Linked DNA regions of Hordeum vulgare: region 2 is linked to region 1. A link is a contact called in public Hi-C data. All regions are on one chromosome and are shown on one strand. The core of a region is the stretch at or near the end of the contact, and the rest is flanking DNA. Distances in the headings are between cores, read along the strand shown.

Region 1 (3,212 bases), core at 268-2,767:
CGCTTTCTTGCCGAGTAGCTTCTCGAGGATGGCGACCATGCGAGTGACCGCCACCGGAGAGGTGTTGCCGAGGTTGTAGACGCGGAGTGGCGCCGGCCCGCGCTTCTTGCCGGACTTGGAGCCCGTGCTCTTGCCGGCCGTGTCGAGCGCGCCGAGGCAACCCTTGACGACGTCGTCGATGTAGGTGAAGTCGCGGCGGACTTCGCTGCCGTCGGCGGCGCGGAAGAGCGTGATAGGCTCGCCGGCGACGATGCTGCGGGCGAAGGAGAAGTAAGCCATGTCGGGGCGTCCCCACGGACCGTACACCGTGAAGAACCGGAGGCCGGTGATGGAGAGACCGTAGATGTGGTTGTACGCGTGCGAAATGGCCTCCCCGGCCTTCTTGGTGGCCGCGTACAGCGACGCCGGCCGGTCCGTGCGGTGGTCCTCGGAAAACGGCGCGTCGGTGTTGAGCCCGTACACCGATGACGACGACGCCCACACGATCGCCGGCTGCGGGTCGGCGTGCCTGGCGGCGGCCTCGAAGACGCTGACGAGACCAGCGACGTTGGAGGCCACGTACGCCTGCGGCGCCCGCATCGCGTACCGCACGCCGGCCTGCGCGGCGAGGTGCAGCACGTGCGTGAAGGGCACGGCGGCGAAGAGCCGCTCGAGCAGGGCCGCGTCGTTGATGTCGGCGCCGAGCACCACCACCCCGCGCGACGCGAGCAGCCGCTGCCGCGCGCGCTTCAGGGCCGGTTCGTAGTACGCGTTGAAGTTGTCGAGGCCGAGCACGCCGTCGCCGCGCGCCCTGAGCGCCAGCGCGCAGTGCGCGCCCACGAACCCCGCGGCGCCCGTGACCAGCACCGACATACCTCCGTCCCGCCGCGGCGTGGCGCTCCGCCGCACCTCACGCTCCCACGCCGCGCCCGCGTACGCCGACGAAGACCCGAGCAGGTTCCGGTGCCGTGACGTCGGCCGCGGCGGGGAGGAGGCGGCGGAGAGCCGGAAGGAGCGGGAGAGGAGGGTAGGGTAGTGCACGGCGAAGAGGCAGACGAGCGCGAGCGTGGCGAGGACGGTGGCGCGGAAAAGGAGGTGCGAGGACGCCGCCACGATCTTGGAGCTCCCCGCGCGCCGCATCAGCAGCGCGCCGCCGCCGCTGGCGTACCGCTCGAGCTTGACGCCCTTGGCGGCCGCGTCCACATTGGCCGAGGAAGACGATGACGACGACGGGTGCGGCATTTAGTCCGTAGTCTGCTCGCTCACGGGCTCGCGTACTGTACGGCCTAGCTCCCCGTGCGCGCGGGCGGGGTGGAGTGGGGTGGAGTCGAGCTGGCGAGTGGTGAGGGTTGGAGTGAGAGTGAGCTATAACGAGGGGGAGGGGACAGTGGGGTTCAGGACGCGGCTTTGCTTGATTTGTGTGCTGCTACTCCGTTTACTTCCAAAACCAAAAGTAGGTCTGCTTAGCTCGGGAGGATCGCCGGTGGATCGTTCACCGACGTTGCCGTGGGGCTGTGGTGTGTCGGGGGGAAGAGGGGAGGTGGTTTATCTGCTTTGCCAGGTAGTGGCCGCCCAATCAACGAACAGAATTTTGCTGCTACAATTACAAAAATAGTATAGTTCCCGCGTTTCCTCCCACGGTGTCTCTCTCTGCCTTGGACGCGCCAGGGGGCTCCGCGCCCCTGCTCACGGAAATTTCCTTTTGGGCCAACACAGCCAGGGCAGACGTGAAAATCCCCTGATTTCCATGACGACCTATTTCGTGCTTCATAGTCAACGCGAGACAAGATATGCCGTAAAAAATCAAGCCGCGCTAGGGCCGGACTCGTCTAGGATTTGTGTTTCCAGAAATCCCGCCGTCGTCGCCGCCGCCGTCGTAAAGACAACATGAGCCGGTCCAAGACCCATCAGAGGAAAAAACAGGATCGATTGCAGAAGAACATCAGTTTTGGTTCATCTGAACCGATGGCATATGCACATTTGGCATACGTTAACTATGAAGAGTCACACCATCATATGGACAAGTGTGACAAGACTAAGAGTTGCTTCATCTGCAAACTGGTCAATCATAAGGTTTGAAGTTGTCCTGTGAAGAAGAAACCACATGCCTCTGCAAGGTATCTGGGTAGTGTTGCCCCTTGGATGAGGTTTTATCATTTAGACATCCCAGATGTCAATTCTCAGCGCGCACGCAATTTAAAGAATATAGGGATCTGGGTCTAAGATAGCCTACAAAGACTACACAAAATCCCCGAGGATAGAGTTTTTGTGTGAGTGGAAAACTGTTTAGAATTCAAGTTGAGGTGGAGCCCCCAACACAAGTATGCATGATGATGCAGTTGTTAACCCATAAGTAGACACTCAAATGTCTATGGACACTCAAAAAGAAGACAACACCTCTCTTGATGATGTTGGATCACACAATATCTCAAGAGCTGGGTCTCATAGTGGGTCCTACACCTGCTCTAGACAATGCAATAACCCAAGGAGCAATTGAAAGCACAACTTCTTCCTAGGTTGTTTTGGTAATTAACAACACATACAGTTCATGAAACTAATGAGAAGGATCCCCATGATGCAAGGAACACCTATTGGCAAGATCTTCAAGACTACATTTTACTTTATGTGAGAAATCACATTTGAGCCCATAGGAAAGCCAATACTATTAAAAGGGGATGAGGTATTGATAGTGATCTCTCATGAAAAAATTCTGTCCAAATCCTAAACTATCAAAATCGATGCAACAAACAATATCCATATCGACCCCACCGAGTTTTCCTTGGATAGAACCCAAAAAAACTGTAGCACCTCGATACCACCAGGTTAGGTTCGGTACAGCCGAAAAACAGTTGCCGTCTTGGTGGAATCTAATTATCAAAATTTGGATTTCTGAGTTTTGCTTTTTGGTGACATCGAGTCACTGGAATTTCCTAGGCCCACCGAATCGGTCTCACCGAGTTGTTATCCTTCGGTTTCACCAAGAACCCAAAAAGTAAGGACGTTTTGCACTAGTCATTGGAACCTAGTTTTATTTCGGCATCACCGAGTTGGGCAATAATTTTGTAAGGATTAGATTTGTGGAGATGGCTATAAATACCACCCACCCCATGTTTTTCGTGGAGAGAGCCCTCAGAACATTTTGACACATCCACCATTCATTTTTTATAGAGAACAACCTACTCATGTGTTGAGATCAGGATATTCCAATCCAACCATATGAATCTTGATTTCTA
Region 2 (3,212 bases), core at 349-2,848, 600 kb after region 1:
AACCCTCCTCTTTGAATGTTTTTGGATTAGTTGAGTCCAAACTAGCCCAAACTAATTCTAATCCATGAATCCATAGAATAAACACGCTAGAGGCTTGGGACCCAGGATTAGAGAAATAAAATAGAAAGAAGGCAGCCTAGTGGGCATCATCATTCCCTGACACAAGCGCTTCAACTTGGACCCAAGGAAGCTTCGGTGATGGTGGTTAAGCCATGGTCAGAAGATTATTAACATGTGCGGGGACATGCATGTCAACTTGACATGGCCAAGTAGCACAAGTGGTGGTAGATCATATCGGTAGTGGTACGACCGTACGACCGTGGAAAAAGAGCCAAGAGGGAGGGGGAATTTCTTATTTATTTTTTTGCTGGAAAAGAGAGAGTAGACCCCGCGCCACGGCTTCCAGGCACATTTTAAACACTGTCATTGACTAATCAATGGAAAGTTTAGTAGATATGTGATCAAGAAGCTAATCACATGCCGTGACCTCGCTACTTGGCTTTCTCCGGGTTCAACAAATCTGCACTTGTAGATCAGGCTAGACTAAACGCGACATACCGCAAGGGTAGTGGGTCTACCTCGCCGACACCTTCCAATTCCGAACCGAAACAGAAAATAAGGCAAGATTGGCAAATTGAATGATTGATTACGCACTAGTGGTACAACTAAATCTTCATGTACTAATAGGGGAGAGTTAATATGGATATCTTCATATAGTATACAATTAAGAGTTAACCTGCCGGCATCTCCATAATTTGTGGGGATGATTAGCATTTCCACCAGAATATATGTATAGATTGAGATGACACAGATATTCAGTGCGATTGAAAGATACGCCTCAACTGCCAAGAAAGACCTTTGCTGCCGATGAATTAGCTCTGCGATCCATCCACACAAGAGAAAAGAACTTGAATTATACTAGACTACTACTAGTACCTAGTGCAATTCAAATGGTACAAAAGAAAGAAAGATAATAGGTTGGTTCTGGATGATCCTGTCTTATTAAAACTTTTAGCCTGATTAAGCACATGAATGATAGCAGCTAAATTTCTCTACTGGTACAAGCAGCAGCCAAGGCAAGTGCCGTATCATAGCGATTTGGCTGTTTTTCCTTGAGACAATTCAGATTCGGGGTATCCACGTTGGAACCATCAAACCACGAGAAACTACACCTGGTGGACGCAAACAAACGAAGCTCTCTTGGAAAGGCGAGATCAGACCAAGAAACCAATGTTCTTGCGGACCAGAATCAAACATGTTGAGAAGTATCTTCCGATTGACAGGTCGTACCGTATGAACGGGGATTGCCATGAGAGGACATGGAGTTAAGGTTGAGAGGAGTCATGGAAGAGGAGAGGAACTTACAGCCATGGATGGCGGCGGCGGCGGCGAGCGAGTCCAAGAGCGGAGAGGGCGATGAACAAGAGATCCGGGCGGCGGCGGTGCTCAGTCTTCTTGAGGCGAGTTGGTCCAACGGTGGCTCAAGTAGCTCAGCTGGCCGGGAAGAGGGGGATATATGCGCTGGTTGTTTCTTCCTCCTGGCTCCTGATGGCCTGTATGGTAGCTAGCTCTGAGCGTGTTGATCAGCTCAGGACGGCAGGCGGGATTATAACTAGGAGACAGGGATGGATGGTTTGGTTGCTTCGTTCGCTGGTCCTTCCTCTCGGCTTTTTTCGTAATCGTCCCTCGAATTATTTGCAGTAAGCACGTTGCTACGTACTCCTACTCCCTAAACATAAAAGTGCTTAGATCACTAAAATAATTATCTGACCGCTTTTATATTATTTTTATAGAGGGAATACCATAGATTATTATAGATAGAGTAAATATACTACTCGTATTGAGCATGACTCTGCATTTTTCTATAGCGCAGCCGCTCCCGTCACACCTACACACGTGTATCTATTTGCTAAGCATGACACTGACTGGATCAACACGGCGCGGAGAGGGCGAAGGACAGTGTGTATATAGTACGGAGTACTACTTATATATGTAATGTTCAAGGTAATTGATGGACGGGATATGCTTTCACACAATCAACTGCGTACGTGGACGAATCACGGTGGAGCAAAAATCTCGTGTTGAACTTGAACGTGCGCAGAAGCTCCGGCGTTCCACCGAGGGAGAGGACCCAAACAAAATTGATCATAATACTGCTTGCTCGATGAACAACCGAGTCCGAGTCGACTACTAGAAAACACGGAAACCGTGGGGTGTAAACGGAGAAAAGCCTTGGAAAACGGGGACCGTTGACGGGCTCCTCCTACTCGCCAACATGCGTGCACAAAAAAGTGCACATCTGGCCTGGCCGGGCCCGGTCGATCTAATGATAATCCTTGGCTACCGCTTGCCATCTTTGACCGCTCTCCTCCCGCCTCCCGCGGCTCGCCTTGCCATCACCGTTACCACCGGTCGCCCAAGTCCACAACCATCCCATTCCCATCCCCCCCCCGATCCAGCCATTTGATTTCAATCCCGGCGTCGTGGTCACGCCCGCGTCTCAGGCGGCATTGCGACGGCGCACGGCGGTGTGCGCGGCCGGCGACGCGAACTCTGCGGGAAAAAGTTTATTAAACCTTAAACTTGTAAAAGAAAGTTTAAATCTCTGAAATTAACATACTGAACTCTTTAATCGTGGTCTATTTTAAACCTGAGGGACCTTCCAAAATAAGGATTGTCGACGGTTTGTTACTGGGCCGACCACCCGGAGCAATGTCTTCTTTTTGCTACTGGGCCACCCGGTTTGTTTCCTAAAACGCGAGTTAAAAATTTCAAAAAGGAGAACCTGCTGGGAATTGAACTTAAGCCTTCATAGCAAAAGACCCTTGCGTTGCAACGGGAGAAAAACAATAATAATATCCAATGGTGCTGATCATATTATGTCTTTAAAATTTTAGGACATTTCTTAAAATGCATGAACATTTTTTGAATTAGAAACATTTTTTTCAATTGCACTCAAAAAGTAACACACAATTTTTTTTTCAAAATCATGGACTTTTATTGTTTTCACCAATATTGTTCTCAAAATTATGAACATTTTTTTGAATATGCGAATATTTTTACAAAAATCCTGAGCATTTTTTCAATTCACAAACATTTTATATTTTCTTCAAACTTTTATTTCAAAATTCCCAGTTTTATAAATTGCAAAAGTTTTTCAAAGTTCTAAATTATTTAAACTAAAAATTGGAACAGAAAAATGAAAATAAAAA

The links. Hi-C and Micro-C count contacts between places; a contact is called where the count stands out from the background.
Region 2: a contact with region 1 is called in a Hi-C map of leaf, with 4 times the contacts expected there. The contact joins the promoter of LOC123412764 here to the promoter of LOC123407644 in region 1. A contact is called at or near these places in 3 of 6 Hi-C or Micro-C datasets (leaf and seedling) and 1 of 1 datasets of contacts at active chromatin or transcription factors (embryo).

Annotation. Positions count from the first base shown.
Region 1 is chr7H:197,151,436-197,154,647 of MorexV3_pseudomolecules_assembly, forward strand. It overlaps LOC123407644 (UDP-glucuronate 4-epimerase 6-like), which reads right to left and starts at 1,518. Exons shown (of 1, transcript XM_045100826.1): 1 at 1-1,518. The coding sequence starts at 1,221.
Region 2 is chr7H:197,754,766-197,757,977 of MorexV3_pseudomolecules_assembly, forward strand. It overlaps LOC123412764 (RPM1-interacting protein 4-like), which reads right to left and starts at 1,599. Exons shown (of 4, transcript XM_045105700.1): 1 at 1,366-1,599. The coding sequence starts at 1,371.